Linked DNA regions of Oryctolagus cuniculus: region 2 is linked to region 1. Evidence: chromatin contacts called from public Hi-C data. All regions are on one chromosome and are shown on one strand. Each heading gives the region's core, a stretch centred on a gene start, on an enhancer-like site or on the middle of the called end of the contact. The rest is flanking DNA. Distances are from core to core; before and after follow the strand shown. Region 1 overlaps HERC3 (HECT and RLD domain containing E3 ubiquitin protein ligase 3). Region 2 holds the start of PYURF (PIGY upstream open reading frame).

Region 1 (5,206 bases), core at 1,689-4,188:
AAAATCAGTGAAACTGTATTCAAATACACAAACTCATAGACTGAATACAAATTCTGTAGGTGTAAAAACAGCCCTTTTTCATGTGGCTCTGTAACTGATTTTTTTTTTTTAAATTTTTTTTATTTATTTATTTGAGAGGTAGAATTACAGACAGTGAGAGGGAGAGAGAGAAAGGTCTTCTTTCCATTGGTTCTCTCCCTAAATGGCCGCAACCATCGGAGCTGTGCCAGTCTGAAGCCAGGAGCCAGGTGCTTCTTCCTGGTCTCCCATGCGTGTGCAGGGGCCCAAGCACCTAGGCCATCTTCCACTGCTTTCCCAGGCCACAGCAAAGAGCTGGATTGGAAGAGAAGCAGCCAGGACTAAAACTGGTGGCCATATGGGATGCCGGCGCCGCAGGCAGAGGATTAACCTACTGCACCACAGCGCCAGCCCCTGTAACTGCTTTTGCCTGAATGCCCCTGCCTCCTTTGCCTGCTGTGGAGCTGCAGCCTTGGGTTGTGTAAGGCCTCAGTGCCTTCCTGCCTGCCTCAGTGCCTGGCTCTCTGTAGACCACTGACTCTGGGAAGGATCTCTTTGGCCTTGGCTCTGTCTCCTAATGAAGCAATTTTGGATTTCTTTTCAGCCAGCCCACACAAAGGAAAGAATGGTAACCCTGCCCTCAGTTTAACAACTCTTCTTCTCTGGTAGCTTAACCTTTCCTCCAAGACTGGGTTCTTTCACTTCTGGGGCAAGGGGTGACAGGAAGAAAGACAGGAGCTGCAGAAGATGGGTGTTAAAGAGGGGCTAGAAGGACTCGGGATGGATTGTGGGGAGAGAGGCATTGCGGAGAGCAGATCCGGGAAGCTTTGGGATGGGAGAAATGCTGTGGCTCCTGGTCTGTAAGCAGAATGTGATGGAGTTTGCTGATAGACCTCAAGGGTTTTGGGTCTCAGTTTCAACAACCTGGGAAAATGGAACACTTCTGATGCTTTGGCCTGAAGCTGTTAATGTCTTACCTTATCTCCTGTCCTCTTCTCCATTCTTGGATCCCTGTAATCAAGTTTAGGAGCTCCTGTCGCTTTTTTTTTTCTTTTTTCTTTTTTTCTCTCTCTCTCCTCTAGTTAGCCTGGCGAACTTTCCCCAGCAGGGCTTTAAGCCTTGTTCCCTCTAGGCTCCTTCTGCTGTTTCCCTGCCAATGTCTCGGGTTACTGAGGGTTTGCCTCATCTCCCCTTCCAGCAAAGATGCGTAGACTCCGTGGCTGGGCTCCCAAGCGGTGGGCATCCTTGCTCTCCCCATAGGTCCTTCGTGTCACATCCACTAGATCCGGAAGAGTTTCCTCTGCAATGGTGGAGTTAGAAATGTGCCAGGGGATTCCAATTCAATCCCATCAAGGTGGCATGTACCAATGCCATCTCACTAGTCCAAGTGATCAATTTCAGGTCACAATAGATCATAATGATAGGTCTAAGAGTCAAAGGGATCACATAAACAAGACTGCTAATACTGATAGAATAAAAAAGGAAGAGAACAATCCAACATGGGAAGCGGGATACACAGTAGGCTCATAGAATGGCAGATGTCCTAAATAGCACTCTGGCCTCAGAATCAGCCCTTAAGGCATTTGGATCTGGCTGAAGAGCCAATGAGAGTATTTTAGGCATGGAAAGCCAAGACACTCTGGCAAAAAAAAAAAAAAAAAAAAAAAGAAAACCTAAATGAAAGATCTTTGCAAGTGAGATCCCAGTAGAAAGGGCCATCAAAGAAGGAGGTACCTTTCTCTGAAGGGAGGAGAGAACTTCCACTTTGACTATGACCCTGTCGGAATAAGATTGAAGTTGGCAAACTCAAAAGGCTTGCATAGCCTTGGCAACTCATGACAAGAGCCTAGGGTGATTACTGATGCCTTAAACAAGAGTGTCAAATTGTTAAGTCAACAAGAAGAGTCACTGTGCACTTACTCCTCATGTAGGATCTCTGCCCTTAATGTGTTGTCCAATGTGAAGTAATGCTATAACTAGTACTGAAACAGTATTTTACACTTTGTGTTTCTGTGTGGGTGCAAACTGATGAAATCTTTACTTAATATATACTAAATTGATCTTCTATATATAAAGATAATTGAAAATGAATCTTGATGTGAATGGAAGGGGAGAGGGAGCAGGAGTTGGGAGGGTTGCGGGTGGGAGGGAAGTTATGGGGGTGAAGCCATTGTAATCCATAAATTGTACTTTGAAAATTTATGTTTACTAAATAAAAGTTAAAAAAAAAAGTTTAGGACCTCTCAGAATTTCTCTCTTAACTGTAGTCACTGATAATCACTTCTTCAGTATCACTTTACTTCAAAACTCTACCTTACCTTACACACCAATATATATTTGAGAATCAACTAATCTCTTCTGAAAGGAAAAAAAAATTCTGAATATTGGCACCAGTGTTAAGTCCACTTTCCCAAATTGCTCGTACCTTTTTTGTAGATAACTAGATAGAAAGATAACTTTGCACAGTGCTTTGTTATGATGATTTTTTGTTTTCCTCAATCCCAAGGAATTTGGTTGGTAGGCATGAGAGTGAGTCAGATCAGCCTGGAATTATGTACAGGAGTCCATACCCGGTGTCACTGGACTGGAACTGTCTTTCATTAGTGTTTGTTAGCTTCAGGACGTATTCCAAGATCCCTAATGGAACTTAATTCTGAAAGATTAACAAGGTAGATTTTAATTAAAATTGCCTTTAAATTATTTCATTTAAATGTCCATGTACACAAAAAGGTGTGTATATACTTCTCACACATATAGCATTTAAACAATTATAAAGCCAAAGCAAATGTAGAAATTAAGTACAGACAAAACGCCAAAATCAGTGGGATGCAGATTGACTGCATTGACTTACTGTTATGAACAGGCAAGTCTTGCTGAGGCTGAGCCCATCTTGCCGCTTGCAGCGTGGGTGAGGACTGCCTGCTGTCAGGCCTGGCTGCTGTGACTCAGCTCCCTTTTCTGCTGCTAAAGCTTATTCATCCACCCAGGCCTGCAGCGGCCTTTCGTTGGTACAGGTGCAGCATTTACCTGCCAAGACTGCTTTTTTCATTATCTGTGGACATTTTAAGTATTAACCTGACAGCGCAGTCATTAAAATAAATGTAAATCATTTGGTATGACATTATCATAAGCAGGTCATTCAGCATACATTTATCATTTAAAAAATTCATAGAGCACTCTGAGAAGAAATCCCCGGTTTCTGTTGGAGGAATATTGCTGTGGAATAACATGATTTATAGTGTTAGTTTTTGTTGCTTCTGTTAACAATGCTTGTTCTGTAACCTAACAAAAACTTTCTGAAGAGATTCCCTCCCCCCAATAAATGAAATTGTAATGTCCTCCTAGATATACGCCATAGTGGTTGAATTTATTCACTGCTAGTCTCCTCCCTAGAGAGTTCATCACCGCATTCATGTGTTGATGGAGTACCTTCTTTAGGCCGAGCACTGAGGCAGGGATGGCTTACTGGAAAAAGCTCTGTTGAGAGCACTCACAATTCATTCTCAGGATTTAGTTTCCCCAGGGCTAATGCGCTGTGTGTGTGTGTGTGTGTGTGTATAGGAAGATGCAACATGCTAACAAATAAAATACAGTCTGTATTGTACACTTTCCCCAGCAAACTAAGGCTCAAAGTCAAGACTGTAAAGCTCCTGGTTTGGAGTCAGATTTCTTATAAAGAGAATTCTGTTCATCTTGTGGATTAATGGAAAGTTAAGTGAAAAGAACTTTAAAGTCCTCAAAAATTCTAATTGGCTTTTGCTCTTTTTTCTGTCTACATTTCTGTCAGCCATTCAAATGTTATTTCCACTACCAAATAGATGGGCTGTATGGGTTTTTAAATTTATATTATACCTTTAGGGAGGTTAAAAATTCAAATTTTGTCATCTAAATAAGAGACTTTTTATTTTTCTTTACACAGAAGGCCAGACCATCTATAATCCAGGTAAATGATCCTTCTAGATTTACTTACGCATTTTTCTCCAGCAGAATTTTCAATGGAATATGATAATATTGCCACTAATATGTTTTATTCTAGGACACCGTAACACTTTGTTCCTACCCTTTCATCTTTGATGCTCAAGCTAAGACTAAAATGTTACAGACTGATGCTGAACTACAGATGCAGGTATGAGGTTTTAAAAATGATCTCTTGTGTTTCTCACATCCAAGAATGCAGTTGTAAGTTTTCTAATTAGGAGTAAGTATGTTTTCATGAAATGCCATGGTAATTCTTAAACCTGTTTTAAGTTTTTCACCAGCTTTATATTAAACAGAGCATACATTTGTGATTGTACATGTATGTGGATCAGCAGTTACAGTTGGCAAACAATTTTTGTAAAGTGCCACCAGCCCATATTTTAGGCTTTGTGGGTCATGTGGCATCTGTTACAACCTTTGGCTTTGTCATGGCACAAGAGCAGCAACAGATAATACCTACTGAGTGTGGCTGTATTCTAATATGTCTTTCTGTGTGTTGAAATTTGAATTTTATATAGTTTTCACATGTGGTAAAATATTCTTCATTTGATTTTTCCCCCTTCTATTTAAAAATGTAAAAAACCACACACATTACCTCAAGGATTCTACAAAAACATACTGTAGGCTGGATTTGATGTACAGGTCCATTCTCTATTGACCCCTGACAAAGGGAATTAAATGGAATTTGGTAATTCCTTTATGAAATAAAAACTAGAGTTTCAGAGATTTTTTTAAAATTTATTTAAAATGCTTTTATTATAAAATATAATTGTTTTTTGACAAGCCTACAAAGAGATTTGTGAATTGGCAATATAAATCAACCAATCCCGACTGTTGATGGATATAAATGTAACTTTCTATAACTTCTTCATCTCTTTTCCTTTGTGTGTGTCTGTAGCTCTGTATTTAAATCATACCTATCCATATATGCCTATTTTTGTGGCAGTTTGTCCATTATATTTAAAGAGAACAGGTCACACTGAAGTATCTGGCTCCCATACCCACCTCTAGCTCCCAGCTTCAGTTTCCTGCTATTGCAGACCTGGGAGGCAGAGTGATAGTTTAAGAGTGGGGTTTTTGTTCTCTACATGCAAGACCTGGACTACATTCCTGGCTCCTGACTTCAGCCCCTATCACTGCAGGCATTTGAGGAGTGAATCTGTGTATGGAATTTCTGTCTCTCAAAATTCTTATTCTCAAAAGGATTTTT
Region 2 (5,206 bases), core at 1,570-4,069, 170 kb before region 1:
AAACTAAGGATTTTTAAGTAAATGAAATTTCCAGTTTATTATACAGTTTTATGTCACACCAGTTTAAATGCATTTCTCTATAACTACATCAACACAGGTCCTTTGAGATTATTTCTGTCATCCCTACCATGTCACTTTACCAACAAGCTTGAAGCTAAACAAACAGAATTACAAATGGCTAACTTTTAGATGAATGGGGTAAGAAGTGGTCACCAGATGTGCATTAGGGTTGTTACCTTCCAACAAGACACTCTGTTACAAGGTTCCTTCTACACAGCAGTTATGTCAGGACCTTCGAAACACAAGGGCTGTCAGAATTAGAGTACAATAAAAGACACTTCTGCAGCTTAAGTCTCTCGTAGGCCCAATCCTGAGAAGCGAGGCAAAGCATCCTTCCTGCAAACGCAGTGTGTCTCCAGCATTTCCACCTAGTTGAGCTTGCGGAGGTGGATGCCCTAGACATATCACGAATCTATATACCACCTTGGCTCTGGCTCCCTTAGTTATGCCTGAAGAGTTTAATCCCCATCCAAGTCCAGAGGTGGAAGAACACATACACTGGTATGGTAATGGGCAGGAGCAAGCTGTAGAAGCATAAGCTGGTGGAGCTGGTGCAGCCCTGTGGGAAGTTTTCTTCCACAGAGGCCGCGTAGAAAAGACCTGCGAGAGAAATTAGTGGGATAAGGACGGTCAGTGTAGGAAGAGACAGAAACATTCTCCTCTCCCACTTAACCCCTGCCACCTTGTTTTAAAACGGATATGGTATTGAGAACAGTTAGTGTTGTGGTTTTTAAAAATAATGGTCTAGTGCTGCTCCGTTTCTTCTTGCTTCTTATCTTGATGGGTCATCCTTGCTGCCTGTGGTATCATATTAGGAATTCCATCAATGATTGGATAGGCTATTCCCAGCTCTTCATTAATTAATTCATTTGTTGATGCTTCATATCTGAGAGGGGGAAAAAGGATAAAGTGAGCTGTGGAAAACAAAATGCCTGGGAGAGCCTGACGCTCAATAAGTAACCTCACTCCCCATTCTCGACACAGTATTAATCCCAGAGTAATCTCTAGCAACAGCCAATTCAATTATTTCCCTTAGAAAATTCTTAGACCCTATAACTGTCTCCTTTCTAGTCAATTTCTCTCTGATGCTCTTGTTCACTTTATTCTCCAGTTATAACTTAACTTTTACTATCAGTAACAAAAGCTCTCCTTTTACCCAAATATTTCCCCATTACTTTGGTGAACTCCAAAACCAGTCTACTTAACTACTGGAACAGAAAGTAGAGAAAAACTCAACTTTCTCAATTTCAGAATCCTAAAGAAAGAAACTTAACTGATCTATTAGAAAGGAATCACTGAAAAAATAAAAATATGCAAAATAAAAATTGAGAAAGAGGAGAAGGCAGAAACAAACTGGAAACCAGTGAGTGTGCAGGGAGCTATCAGTGAGCTGAAAGGCAGATCAAATGGGAATTTCAAGGGTTAAAATGGACTGTGCACTACAGAGAAACAGACTAGAAAATACGAAAGTAAAACTTGCTAGCAATGTACCACCCAAAGATAACCAGAGAGAACATTTTCTTAAAATTTGTTTTTATTTATTTGAAAGGCAGATGGGGGGGCGGGGTACAGGGAGCGCCATCTTCATTCACTTGCTCACTCCCTGATCAGCCTCAGCAGCCAGGACTAGGCCAGGCTAAGCCGGACCTCGATCCCGGTCTCCCTCATGGGTGGCAGAGGCCCAGGTGCACATTGGCAGGAAGCTGGAATCCGGGGGAGACAGGACTTGACCCAGGCACTCAGACAGGAACTCCGATTCAGGATGTGGTGTCCCAAGCTGGCGGTGGGCGCTGCACCAAACGCCACCACCACTGGCAACACTTCAGTGTTTAGTTTATGTCGTAGGAAATACTAGTTTTGTCCATATTCAGTTTTAATAGCCTGGAACTGTAGCGCTGTGTCCCCAAGAACTGGGTCTAGGCTTAAAGCGGCTTTTGCAGAAACCAGCTAGCCCGCAACTGAGCGAGCCTCTAGGCAGCACACGCGGCTCAAGCGCAAGAGTGTCAGGCGTCAGCAGGGCAGGGCAGGGCGCGGCGCCGTCGTCTTGGCTTAGAAACCTGAATGCCTTGGACTTGTCAGACTCTTACTCCTCCAATCGCCGCGGGACCTTTCTCCAGGCCTCGCCGCACGCCTGGGGCTGGGCCGGGGTGGTGGGGGGCGTCCCGGAATCCGCCCGCTGAGCGCATCGCGCCGGTGCCAGTGGCGGACCCCCAAAAAGGCTCCGACCCCGGCCTGCGGCCGGCGATTCGATGTGGCAGGTGTGGGACTCGGCCCCGCTCCGGCCTCCGGAAAATGGCAGCGGAGACTACTTGGGCTGACCCGAACGCCGCCCCCCCCGCGCCGCAGCGGCTTTGGGAGGCCGCACGCTCCCCCTGCCCTCTCCCCGCCACAGCAGGCGGCGGAGGGAAGCCCGACGCCGGGCACTCTCACCTGAGCGGCTTCTTGGACAGGGGGCACACCAGGAACTCTAGCAGCGCCGGGTCGAAGGCGCTGGGCGGCTGCCCCGCCCGCTCGCTCCGATCTGCCGAGGGCCGCGACCCAGTCGCGTGCAGGCACCTACGGCCGACCCCCGACGCCCGCAGCGCTGAGGCGAGCCTGCCGCGTGCTCCACTAAGCATCGTCAGGTTGCCGGCGACCCCCGCTCGGCGCGCCCTGCGCCAGCCGCGCGGCGTCCCGGCCGCTCAAGCCCCGCAGGCCAGACCTTACCCTCCGGTGCGCGGGGAAACGCTGCCCGGGCGCCGGCGGAGGCTGGCGCTTTGGTTCCGGGGCCGCTCAGGGCCGCCGCCTGGACCCAGAGGCCTCGAGCGACCGCTGCGCTGAGGTCACGTGACTTAAGTGGGGTCCACAGTATTAAGCTTGGAGTTACGTGTTATCTCCACCTGAGAGTGCAAAGACACTCAGATTGGATGTATTGACAGTTAATTGGTTTGATGTAAATCCTTACTTTCTAGTTTCTGTAACCTGTTTGGCTTTCTCTTTTTTATCATAAAATAAAAAAGTTTAAGAGGCTGGCATTTGGCACTTGGGACTCCTGCATCTCATATTTTTATTATCATTATTTTAAAGATTTATTTACTTATTTGAAAGTCAGAGGTACACAGAGAGAGGAGAGGCAAGAGAGAGAGGTCTTCCATCTGATGGTTCACTCCCCAGATGGCTGCAATGGCCGGAGCTGCGCCGATCCGAAGCCAGGAGCCAGGAGCCAGGAGCCTCTTCCAGGTCTTCCACGTGGGTGCAGGGGCCCAAGGACTTGAGCCATCTTCCACTGCTTTCCCAGGCCATAGCAGAAAGCTGAGTTGGAAGAGGAGCAGCCGGGACTAGAACCAGCGCTCATATGGGATGCTAGCGGTTCAGGCCAGGGTGTTAACCCACTGCACCACAGCGCCGGCCCCTCCTGCATCCCATATTTAAGGGCCTGCGTTCAAGTCCCACCTCAGTTTCCAGTTCTAGCCTCCTGCTAATGCACATTAACAGGTAGCAGATGATGGGTCCCTGCCACCCACATGGGAGAGTCAGATGGAGTTCCAGCCTATTGCCTTCAACCTGGCCCAATTCTGGTTGTTGGCATTTAGGAATTGAAACAAAGGATGGAAGATCTGTCTCTCTGCCTTTCAAATAAAATGAAAATTAATTAATAAATTAATTTAAAAAGCAACACTTAACCTGAAAGGAAGGGCTTAGGACTCTTGCAGTGGGACCAGCTGTTACCTAACCCAAAGTGGGTTCACTTCCTGATGAGTGGGAATCAGAAGCTGCACTGGGAGGAGTCATGCAGAGTAATCTCTGTGTGCAGCAAAAGAGACCACGGGGAATCATTTCAAAAGCTGTGGCTCCCTACGCAAGGAAAGCAGGTACCTCTGATTTGGGGTGGGGAATGACTATTCAAGAGGAAATGTTTTGTGGTTACACACGGTGGGGTATAAGCCTGCGCTTGCACCGTTTGGAAGCATGCTCTTACGTACATTGCTTGTTACGGCATGAGCCTTAAGCTCCTCCTGGGGTGGAGGTCTTAGCACTAAAAGGAAGCAAACAATGACCTTTGAACCCTTCTTGGGCAATCCCTGTGTAGATGTCATTTTTGCGGTAGGGTTTGGCCAGTTCAGGGTGACCAGTGATTGCATCTCTTGCCTGGAATGTGATGGAAAACAACTTTGAAAGACACCAGGTGCTTTGGAAACTTTAGGGCTTTGTAGTAGAAATGCGTCAGGGTAAAGGCTTCAGCTGCTGCAGGTAATGGCAGGTGACACATTGTTGTGAACTCAATTTCTTTCTTTTTTAACAGAGAGAAATATTTTCAAAGTATTTTCCTTACTCTTTGGGTTAAGATTTATTTATTTATTTGAAAGTCAGAATTACAGAAAAAGAGAGAGAGAGAAAGAGATCTTCTATCTGCGGGTTCACTCCCCAAACAGCCACAAGAGCCAGGGGTGGACCAGGCCAAATCCAGGAAGCCAGGAACTTCATCCGGGTCTCCCATGTGGGTGCAGGGGCCCAAGCACTTGGGCTGTCTTCTGCTGCTTTCCAGGCCATAGCAGAGAGCTGGATCAGAAGTGGAGTGGAGCAGCTAGGTCTTGAACTGGCGACCATATGGGAAGCCCGTGCTGTAAATGGTAGCTTAACCCACTATGCCACAGTGCCATCCCCTGAACTCAATTTCTTAATAATATAAAACTTCCTTCTGGGGCTGGCGCTGTGCCTACATCCCCATATGGGTGCCAGTTCAAGTCCCAGCTGCTCCACTTCCGATCCAGCTCTCTTCTATGGCCTGGGAAAGCATTAGAAGATGGCTCAAGTCATTGGGCCCCTGCACTCACGTGGGAGACCCAGAAGTTCCTGGCTCCTGGATTCGGATCAGCACAGCTGCAGCTGTTACAGCCACCTGGGGAATGAACCAGCGAATGGAAGACCCCTCTCTCTGCCTCTGCCTTTCTGTAACTCTGCCTTTCAAATAAATTAATTAATTTAAAAAAACCAAACCTTACTTCTATAGATGAGCTTGATGGTCAAGGAATCTCAGTAACTGTGTAATCGGCTGATGTGCATGAGACAAATGGCCAGTCCAGGCAGTGGCTTTTTGAATCCAGGTTTGCCTCCAGCTCTCCAAAGAAGTGAGGCATGTTTGGTGTCTTTCTTATAGTGTATTAGG

Evidence for each region. Hi-C and Micro-C count contacts between places; a contact is called where the count stands out from the background.
Region 2: a Hi-C map of an unstated tissue shows a contact between it and region 1, with 4 times the contacts expected there. The contact joins the promoter of PYURF here to the enhancer-like site in region 1. A contact is called at or near these places in 2 of 6 Hi-C or Micro-C datasets (ear pinna and an unstated tissue).

Annotation. Positions count from the first base shown.
Region 1 is chr8:76,972,618-76,977,823 of mOryCun1.1, reverse strand. It overlaps HERC3 (HECT and RLD domain containing E3 ubiquitin protein ligase 3), which reads left to right. Exons shown (of 26, transcript XM_008267611.4): 17 at 3,938-3,961; 18 at 4,055-4,144. Among named protein-coding and RNA genes, the nearest start is that of NAP1L5, 27 kb to the right of the region's middle. Within about 2 kb of position 2,938, at least 3 of the 8 cell types and tissues checked have an H3K27ac peak or open chromatin away from gene starts, as enhancers often do.
Region 2 is chr8:77,137,709-77,142,914 of mOryCun1.1, reverse strand. It overlaps PYURF (PIGY upstream open reading frame), which reads right to left and starts at 2,819. Exons shown (of 2, transcript XM_002717003.5): 1 at 2,491-2,819; 2 at 1-946. The coding sequence starts at 2,678. The coding sequence ends at 805. PIGY (phosphatidylinositol glycan anchor biosynthesis class Y) reads right to left here and starts at 715. Exons shown (of 1, transcript XM_008267613.4): 1 at 1-715. The coding sequence starts at 715. The coding sequence ends at 500.